2 separate regions of the Drosophila melanogaster genome follow, and region 1 is linked to region 2. A link is a contact called in public targeted proximity ligation data. All regions are on one chromosome and are shown on one strand. The core of a region is the stretch at or near the end of the contact, and the rest is flanking DNA. Distances in the headings are between cores, read along the strand shown.

Region 1 (5,158 bases), core at 1,359-3,858, 150 kb after region 2:
CGATTTTATTCGAACTCCTCAATTGATTCATGTCAAATTCATTAACCCATATGTGTCGTGTGAGTGCCTAATGAGCGACGACATCGCTTGAAAAGCGCATCGACTGAGCGTTTATTAATTTATGCATTTAAACCATGCCCGATTGCGCATCACCAGCCCATCAGCAGCCCATCGCCTGCGCCAAATTTTGCATATTAATTGCTCATTAATTGTTGATTAGCTTTCAAGTGCCGCAACGTGCCGCCCTGCCAACCCCCCTGGTAATCCTCAGCGTTCAGACTCAAGGATACGCCGAACTTATCCGAGGCAGCTCGGAATTAGTGCGACAAAATGTGGTAATCAATCAAAAAGGGGAAGGGCGCCTCCGCAGCTCGGGCTGAGTTCTTTCCTCGGGCGAAAATACTTGCAATTAGGCATTATTAATCACAGCGACTAAGCACCAACACCAGGAGCTATCGGATATAGCTTCGGAATTAGCCAGGACTATGCATGAAGTGAGCACTTCCTGTCTTGGCAAATAATTACATTGGTCATCGCCGTTGGTGGTGGTCACAGCGCTAATGTGCTAGTATTATTTTCTCATCAAAATTAATATTTAATTAAAAGTCAAGAGCGGGGGCTGGCTGAACACGCGCCGAGAAAAGTTAATTTCCTTTTGGGAAATTCACCATGATATTCATTTTTGGTCGGCAAACCTAACGAAATTGGGGTGAAAAATAACTACACAGCTGAAAAATGCTGCAGCAAATTAAAATTTAACTATACAGGGTGCATACTTTTCAATATTCAATTCACATTTATGGCATTGCTTTCGTGGATTCTATGCAATTTTATTTATTGTTTTTGATTAAAAAATTATTCAATATAAATTTCGTTCAATAAACTTAATATATAAAATAATTAAATTCTTTGAAATAGTTACCAGCATGGCAAATGCAATATTACCGTTCATTGAAAAAATTAATAAACTATTCTAATACGTTTTTGTTTGGAAAAACTTTAATTAAGTAAGCGGCTAAAAGTAAAACTGTACTTTTTTAGTAACATAAAAATATGTGCTTTACTTTCTATTGTTATCAATTAATTTTCATCAACACTTTCATTTCATTCCACTGTAAATAAAGCAAGTAAAAATGCGCTATGTTTATGTGGAAAATGGATTTTTAACAAGTGTTCCTCAAAATATATAAATTCTAGGAAATCAATTGTTATGCAATAATAGCAAATATTAAACAAAATTACTTATGATGTACAAGGTACATTGAATTAAACTCCGTAACCTTATTGGTCTCTATTTGCCATCCTATTTAAAATAATGAAAACTTCAAATAGAAAACAGATGTGCAAATAGCTCAGATTTCTAAGTATCACAGGTATTTCTATTTGCTGTAGTTTCACAAAACCTGCTGAGTGCAAGGGTAAATGGATTATGAATGAGCAATTGCATTCACAGCAACGGAATATCATGTTCGAAATCCGAGTGCAAAAAGAGGCTGCCTGAAATGCAAATACACAAAGCGACAAGCAGCAAACAATTGAACTCTAATGACTGACAGAGTTCATTGCCAGGTCGCGGATCGGAATCCGATTTATGGACTAATTGCGCTGCTCATGTCAAATGCTCAACTCGAGGGTGTGGGGTCGATTGTCTGTTCGTATGACAGGGAACAAGGGCAATCGAATAAAGAAAGGCCCCAATCGGGCAGAATATTCGTGGCCAAAACACTTGACTTATGCGTGCCCGCAAGTCGACAACTAATCAATCAGTGAAAGAAGCCCTCATGGTTCATGTGATTCCTCGATTTTTTATTCGAGGAGCATCGTATGATGGATTAGATTGGTCTGAAGTTTGATATACGTTTTTTTTTTTTTTTTTCGACATCAACCACTTTCTTCATCGCCTCCGAAAGCCCATTTCAAGTTTAATCTCGCGTGGCGAAGTGACCAAAGACAGCAGTGAGTTTCGTTTAATTATGGCTTGATTTATGACTCAATTACCGTTTAATAGTCCAGACCGGATCCTAGTGCGTTGCTTTGATTTGCAAAATGTACGTTCTTTCTCGGGAATGGCTTTTCTTTCTCGTCACACTTCACTGGAACTTCGCAGTAGGGCCTTTGGCTCAGCTGGAGAATTTAATTTTCTTTAATATTTCTTTCTTTGGTATATGCTTTTCACTTTTTGTGCCTTTGGGCTGCCATTTGGCTGACTATTTATTTCTATTTTTCTGCCGGGGCAAGTTGGCGCCTCACACACACGCACGCTTGGGCACAGCCACACACACTGGCACAATAACTTAAATTTTCGCTTGGCTCTTCGCGAATTCCGGCGCTACTGGCTTCTGGCTGCTGCCTTTTATCTTCGTTTTATTTTCTTGAGTAGGTCAGAAGAAGTTGATATATCCGTTGCCTACTTTTCTGGGCGTTGTTTTTGGTCGCGCCTTGTCAATGCAACAACTTCAATACGCACACAGCCACACATCTTAGCCAAATCGCACACTCACACACACTTGCTGGGTGGTATTTTTGATTCGTTCGAATTTTGGGAAAAGCGCGACGCGCTCGATTCGTTTTTAAAGCGCTTGGACGGTCGCCCGATTACCGCTACCAAACAACACAAATATCGAACGTGAACTGACATGGAAATTCGGTATTTCAACCAGCCAAAAGAGGCCCAGGCCTCTCGGCCAACTTCGCTCGGGCGTAGCCGATTCAAAAGCAGTGGCAGCTGCAGCGCCAAACGGGCATGCGACGAACTAATCGAGAGAGCTGCAAAAATTTTAGGGAGCGGGCGCATGGCATTTGCCTGCGTGGGAGCTAAAAGTCCCAAGAGAAACTAACTCCTTTCGAAGGGGAAAACTTTGCGATAGTGGGAAATTTCCCCTTTTTAGAGTACTTCGAAAATATTTAGCTCACTTAACTTGTTGCTAATGAACATCAGTTCGTGGATAATATTTAGTCAAATATTTCTTAACTTGAGAAAGGTATCAATATACATATATATTAATTACCAGCTTATGGGTTGTTAATTTTTAGATATGGCTGATGAAGGCCCTTGTATTTCATGATGTTACCTTGTAAACCATTGGTTCGTACTGCAGAATTTTACATACAGCGGCTAGGGATAACGTTTCAAACGTGGCTGGGAGATCCGGAAAGGCTTGAGTTAAAGTTGAAATCCTCAATTCGGGTTGCTTCCCTATTAAAAAATAATGGACAAGAGGAGATATAAACTTTGTCTTTGGTCACACTGCAAGAAGCATCGGATACTTAACTGGAATTTCCGTTTTAGCGTATCTCGTCCCGGTCAACACTAGTTTGCATCGTACCTTACGTCTTCATCATGCAGCGTAGGTGTAATGATGCGTTGGCTAACAAACGCTATCCGACCAAGTATTAGACCCTAATTAACACAATAAAAAGAAAAACTAAGTCCGTTCTAAGTCAAATTAAATTTCTTAATACTTTTTCATAGCACTGCTATTCCAGTGAACACCAGAATTTGCCTATTTTGTTTTTTTAATCTATACTTTTGATACTATTGAATAAATAAACATTTAAACACATTAAATAAACATTTCTTGAATTGTTTGGCATTAAATACCTAATGATATTATAAAAAAAATTGCCCACTAAAACTGTAAATCATAGGATTTTTTATCTTAAACTCGCAGGTCCCAAGCACTGATATTTTTATGAACACATCTGTACTTAAGCCTGTTTGTCTGCCTTGTCACATTAGCCGTACATCTGGAATTGGTCTCGGATCTCAACACAGACCCTTTTCTAGTATGTCTTCGTCGTTTTATGGCACTTCGACGAAAATGCTGTCAAATCTTCACCGACAATGGCACACATTTTTTGGGGGCAATACGCGTTGTAAATGAAAGGGATCATCTTTTGCAGTCTCAGCACCTTCCCATAGGAAAGACTACCTTAACCTTTTAACAGATGAACACTCTTCTGGCTCAGATAGGCGCGCAGTGGTTAATTCTCGACTGTTATGTTAAATCCCAGACGCTGAGATAACATACCTGTATTCTCCAGCCCATTTTATAATCGATCTAAGTTCATTTTTCAATTAATAGTTTAAGCTATTATTGGCAGCCTTAACAATCCATGTACAAAGGATTTTGCCAAAGATGGCACAAAGAGTATTTATCAACATTACATCAACGTCATAAGTGGAATAATAAGAAAACCAATATATCTGCAGACAACCAGTACCAGGATCAAGGATTCCAATCAGCCACCAGACGGTTGGCTCTTAGCACGCGTAGTTGATACTTATGGACCAGAGAACTGTAGAACGTCAAGCCACTTGCACTCTAAGTGCACCTGCTAGACACTGGATGTCTAGGCACCCGAGTATTTTTTGGCACTTTACTTGCGGCAATAAAAAACACACGAGTTTTTTGCCATCCGTATGAGCAAAAAAAAAACCGGGTGCCAGCTGCGCAATAACCCTTTGGGTGAGCGACACACAAGCAACGATCGGCCGCAGGTCATTTTCTGTATGCATAAAATTTGTATGGGTGGAAGCGAGACGCGTTAAGAAATAAAGGGTGAAAGGGGACACCCAAGAAATAGGTCGTGCCACAGCTTTCGAACACAAAAAGTATTTGAAATTAAAGACGGCATTTGTTGATTTGTTACGTTTTTTTAATCTTAATATAAATAATAATAACAAAGTGTGTTTAAAAAGTATATATAAAATATTTTAAAACGCATTAAAAATGAACTTCATTTTTTTCTATTTTTTGCATCTAATGTCTTAGCAAATAACAATCTTATATATAAGTAAATCATATTTATACCCAATTACTTTATTGTTTTTTTCTTGTTTTTTTTATTATTTTAAAAAATAAAATTTTTTAAAAATTTTACATTAATAAAGAAAAAGGCAAACAGGAAGCAAATATTAAGAAATAATAATATAATATATAAAAAAGGAATGTCTATTGCGAGTTTAGACTGCGAGAGATTAGACTCCTCTATTCTTCTGCACCCGATTGGGCATTCCAACTTAATGTTGTTGGATCAGGTAGTAGGTCATCGACTTCTACCTGGTCCCCATAGACTACGCCGATTTCTAGGAAAAACTTTACCAAATTTTAAAATCCGGCTCCAGTTACTGCAGAAAACGGCCGACAATCTTGGA
Region 2 (5,043 bases), core at 165-2,664:
TCATCTTAATTCATAAAGGCCCATGTATCAGGGATTATATGGGAGTTTATAATATTTTTAATAGGAATCTACACTTTTATCTTAAGCGTAGGGTAGGTTAGATCAAACTGGAGTCTTCTTCTTTGCATTGTAAATTTTTATAAATTAAGATCTTATGCCGCTTTGTGACATAGATGGCACTCTCGAAAGCGGTCACTTTCAATTTTCTAAACTTAATCTACCTTGCACTTATGTACATTAAGTAATGTAATCCATTATCAGTAGCGACTAGACTATGTTCTCTTTTCTTTAAATTTTAGCTTTTTTTCGGATAGTGATCATTGACTTCGCACACTCAAGTTGTTGTCACTACGTGGACTGTCATCTACATTGATGATCTTATATTATTATGTAAGATTCTAATACAAGATATTGATACATCAAAAAGTTCAGAGTTTTAATATATGGCCCTGGGTATCAATTAGTTGAGCTTCCAAACTATTTCGCATTATCGTTGTTATCGAAAAAAAAGTTTTTTCACAAGCTTTTAATGCGCGCTGCAAAGCTGAGTGTTGTGATACCCAAAAGTGTGATCAAGCTTTACAAATCAATATTAAACCTATGACAACCAACGCCTCAAGATAACCTTGGGCACTAACTTAATTTACTTTTCTTAACTATTTTTTGAGCAATTTTAAGCCTTCCTAAAAATAGGAAAGCCCCTTAGACATACACTTAAAAAACACATATACACATTTCGCTAGGAAAATAAATATACATTTGTATGAACTTTCGTCTAGTGATTATATTAAAACCTACATATACAATTTGTTTGTTTTCTTTTTGGAAATTACCTACGGTTCCCTTTTTTATAACGAATAAAGTAGCTAAACAAACAAGAGAGGAGTAACTTAATTTCATATATGTATCTTTTTATATCAGCATATTATGGAGTGACACTGAACTTATGGTATGAAAATAGATAAGTACTTGACTTGCAAATACTTTGGAAATAAATTTCACATAGATAAGACATATTTTAAATGTCCCAGTAAGGCCCTAAGTGTGTGCCATAGATGTAGTTTTTCTACCGCTGAAACTGGTCACTTAAAAAGCTGTCTCGATGCTGAAAGATTGTTCATTTATTTACTCATGATTGAACTTAATGGGGATTTGTTCGTAACACCTAATAGTCGAAGTCATCGGATGCGGTGTAGTGCTCTTCACTTTCAGTTACCACTGTGTCTGCCTCGGCGGAAGGAACATCGTCACACAATCCCAAGTGCAGGCTTATTGCAATGAAATACAAGCTGAAAACAAAGTGCTTAACTTAACTATGATCCTACTAATCGAGAAATAATCTTACCTGATCAACAAGACAATTTTCAGAAGTGCATCCATTTCGACTTGTCCAGCTGAGTGTCCCAAATCTTACTGATGCACAGATGCATGATCAGATATAGAAATAGCAAGCTGGTGAACTCAGTTGGATTGCACTAACTATTAGCACTCGACAGCTGATTCACAGATATTTGCCCAACCGCCGGGCATTAAGTATAACAGATCAAACAAACTTTGATTACAATACCTTGACATTCACTTTGGACATTATTATACAATTATTAGAGCTAATCACCGTAACGAACAAATGCAAAACATAAAGGTTCCAATTAGCAAGGAATTAGTCACGCTGTATTTCATCTCGCGATTTGTATTAAGTATAACATTTTCGCATCAACGCATTTGCGATAATTTGTGGCTATTTAGTAGGTCTGATAACTCACATGGGGCCCAGACAAAAATTCGATTGAGTTTTATGTGAGTGGTAATGAATATGCAACCACATGTGTTGAGTTTGCGTTTTTCATTAGAGGAGTAAACTATCGTACTTACTGCTGAATGAAATCCCCATTGGTGAAGACTTTCGGTACACTTTTGTTCGGAATGAGGCTAAAATGCCTTAGTAGAGATACCCAATACCTTCTCATTTCGGTTGTGTGAGAACTATTTCAAAGCACTTGTTAAATCTATTATTTCTTTGTTTCAAAACACAAAGTTTATTTTTTTTTCATAAAATACATTTTTAAATTTCATCGTGTTTTGCATCACATGACTTTGAAGCTTTTCGACAATATATTTGTATTTCCAACAAATTCGGATACACAGAGAATTCTTAGGCAAACTATTGTAGCTTTATTTATTTGCCTTAAATCGTCATCTTCTTGTGGACATTCATAAACGATTCCAAAAAATTTGTTTTTGTTTTCATTATTTTATATTCTAAAAATGATGTAAAACTTGGACAGGTTTATCGTTTGTTCAAATATAACATTTTACCAAAAACAACCTATGCATACAAAAGATATATATCTAAAAAGACTTAGGCTAAGAATATAAATAAATTGGTTACGGTTAACTAGTAGTTTCAGTTAAATATACATCTCAAAAACTCAAATGGAAATTCCCTTCTTGTAAATGTGTGCGTTCGTGATACTGGAAGAAAATATACTGGATCTTCTAACTCAAGTTTGTGCTGAGTACTTAAAACGATCTCGAATAAAATGAGTTGTATAAAATACGTTTGATATTAGTTGGCTTTTAAAGATATCAGCGAGACTTAAAGGAACGTTAAATATAAGATCTTAGCTCAGATTCCTTGGCTGTCTTGTTTGTCGAGTTTGGTTTAGTGGGTTTTGGTAGTTTCTCATAGAAGGTACTTCAGTTGCGACTTGTTTCACACTCATAGGTCGTGCGGCATCATGACTATATACGAACAGCCTGCTTAGACTACAGATTCGATCCGATAAGATATAGTAAGAAACGGATGAACTTTAACACACCTAGAACTCTTCTTCTCGTTGACAAACTTAACAATAAACTCTCATATTTTATGTCTAAAGCTACGCTTTGCATTGTTTCAAACATAGGCTTCAACGTAAAGCTTTTCCAATCGTAAAAGGTTAGGGTGGGTTCACTTATCATTCTTGCCAAAAATAAGTCTGTTGGGCAATCTGAGGGCAAGTTCTTCAAAATGTTCACATAAAGCGGTGGTTCTCTCCATCAGGAATAAAGACCTTTTGATGACAGAGACAAAAATTATGTTGAATTTTGTAAATTTCACTCCAAGTAATGATCAGATTGCATTCAAAGCTCAAGTTATCTTGTCTCCAAATGTGACCCCCACCCTTGTACTATTAAAGCTGCATGTCTAGCCTAAATGGATTCCTGCAGATCCCTACAACAGCTCATCGCGTCGAAAGAAACTCTCCCAGACCATCAACTTCTTGAGGTCGGGCACGTCGATCACCTTCAGCTCGTCGGATATGTTAAGGCACTTCAGCTGGTGTTTCTCGACGGCCGCAGGATCGACGGGCTGCCACAGGTCCTCCTGTTCCGGATCGAAGTTGGGGTTTCCACATGCCGCAAAGTGCGTCCACAGTCCCACCAGCCGCTCGATGCACTTGTACTCCCGCGTGTGGTTCTTGAGCTTCCTCGCCAGCGAGTTGTAGAACAAGTAGGACAGATCGTCGCCGTGGCACGTGCCCCTCACCTTTTTGCCGCAACTCAGGATGCGCAGGTGGTTGAAGTGCTTGGAGTCGAAGTCGAAGCGGTACAAATACGTCGGCGCACTGCGAGCGTACTGCAGGCGGGACAATACTGTGCGGTATATTGGGAACCAGAAGTACTCGTGGGAAACCATCTGCAATATATTCAATATTTTTTTTAAAAGTTATTCTACAATAAATGAACACATTGGCATTACCATAAGATATTGCATAAATTTAAAATATGCGCTATCTATTCAGGGTATGCCTATGTAAATCTACGCTGCCTGATTTAGAACAGACCAAAAATGCAGTCTGTCTTTAATGCAATATGGAATATCTTTGTCAGTCCTATCTAAAAAACTTGGGCACTCTTTTTTTGATTCATAGAAACATTTAAGACTTATACACTCAATCATAGAACACCTGCTTTTATAAGTCATCTTGGTTATGTCGGTATATAAGTGTAACTAAAAAACAATAATATTTCCGAACTCCAATCTTAAGATTTATTGCCCATAGTCTTTAATAAAATATTAGTGTTTCACCCACCTGAAGGTATTCATGCAGGGTGTCCAGACTGGGCGTCTTATCGCCGTAGTAGCACTGCCTCAGCTGATCGCCGTACTCCCGGCACAGGGCACTTTCCCTGTCCATATTCAATTCGATAGGCACCACAAACCGGCAGTCGTCCAACTCGTTTAGACACTTCGGATTCGTCTTGGTCTCTGAGTACAAGAGAAGCCCCTCGTTGGAAACGCCTCCGATGATAAGTGGGATATTATTGCTCCAGGCGGTTCTCATCATTTCGATGGGTTTCTTCGGCACCACACAGTGGCTGGTTACATACGGTTCGATTACGGGCCCAAAAGAGAATCCAATCCGCTCCTTCTTCTCCTCGTCAATGCAGAGTTCTCCATTGGCTTTGATGATTTCGGATCCCTTGGCGTTCTTCAGGAACTCCCAGACATCGCGGGTGTTGTTTTCACCTGCGTAACCCGCCTGGACAGCCAACCGATATGGCCAGTTTCTCTGAGGAGTCACTGCCCAGGGGGAAAGCGTATTACCCGACATGCAGATGGCCTTGTGGAAAAGTCCATGCGTCTGCTCTGTGATCATCATGTAGTGAACCGAGGCACTTCCCGCACTGTCCCCAAAAATTGTTATATTCGCGGAATCGCCTCCGAAACGCGAACAGTTGGCCTTGACCCAGCGCAGGGCCAACACTTGATCCTTGAGTCCCGCATTGCCGGGCACATCGAGTTCGGGATCGTCCAGGCACAGAAATCCTGGAAGGCTTATGTTAAATATATGTTTTTTTTTCCACGTGTCATCATTCGTACCCAGTGGTCCCAACCTGTAGTTGATAGAAATGACCACCACATCCTCACGCAGCAAATAATCCGGACTGTAACATTCCCGTGAGGCCTCGCCAAACTGGAAGCCACCGCCATAGATCCAGACCATCACGGGCATTGGTTTGGTGGGATACAACTGTGAAGTAAATAATATATTAAAT

What was found.
Region 1: a contact with region 2 is called in a targeted proximity ligation map of the Kc167 cell line, with 2.3 times the contacts expected there. A contact is called at or near these places in 2 of 107 Hi-C or Micro-C datasets (the OSC cell line and brain) and 1 of 7 datasets of targeted methods (the Kc167 cell line).

What each region holds. Positions count from the first base shown.
Region 1 is chr3R:7,636,826-7,641,983 of dm6, forward strand. Nlg3 (Neuroligin 3) reads right to left here and starts at 2,609. Exons shown (of 13, transcript NM_169190.2): 1 at 1,999-2,609.
Region 2 is chr3R:7,491,857-7,496,899 of dm6, forward strand. CG42656 reads right to left here and starts at 1,415. Exons shown (of 2, transcript NM_001202263.1): 1 at 1,346-1,415; 2 at 1,105-1,289. The coding sequence starts at 1,380. The coding sequence ends at 1,166. It overlaps alpha-Est10 (alpha-Esterase-10), which reads right to left and starts at 1,989. Exons shown (of 4, transcript NM_001260033.2): 1 at 1,873-1,989. The coding sequence starts at 1,967. It overlaps alpha-Est9 (alpha-Esterase-9), which reads right to left. Exons shown (of 4, transcript NM_169187.3): 3 at 4,077-5,018; 4 at 2,065-3,679. The coding sequence ends at 3,215.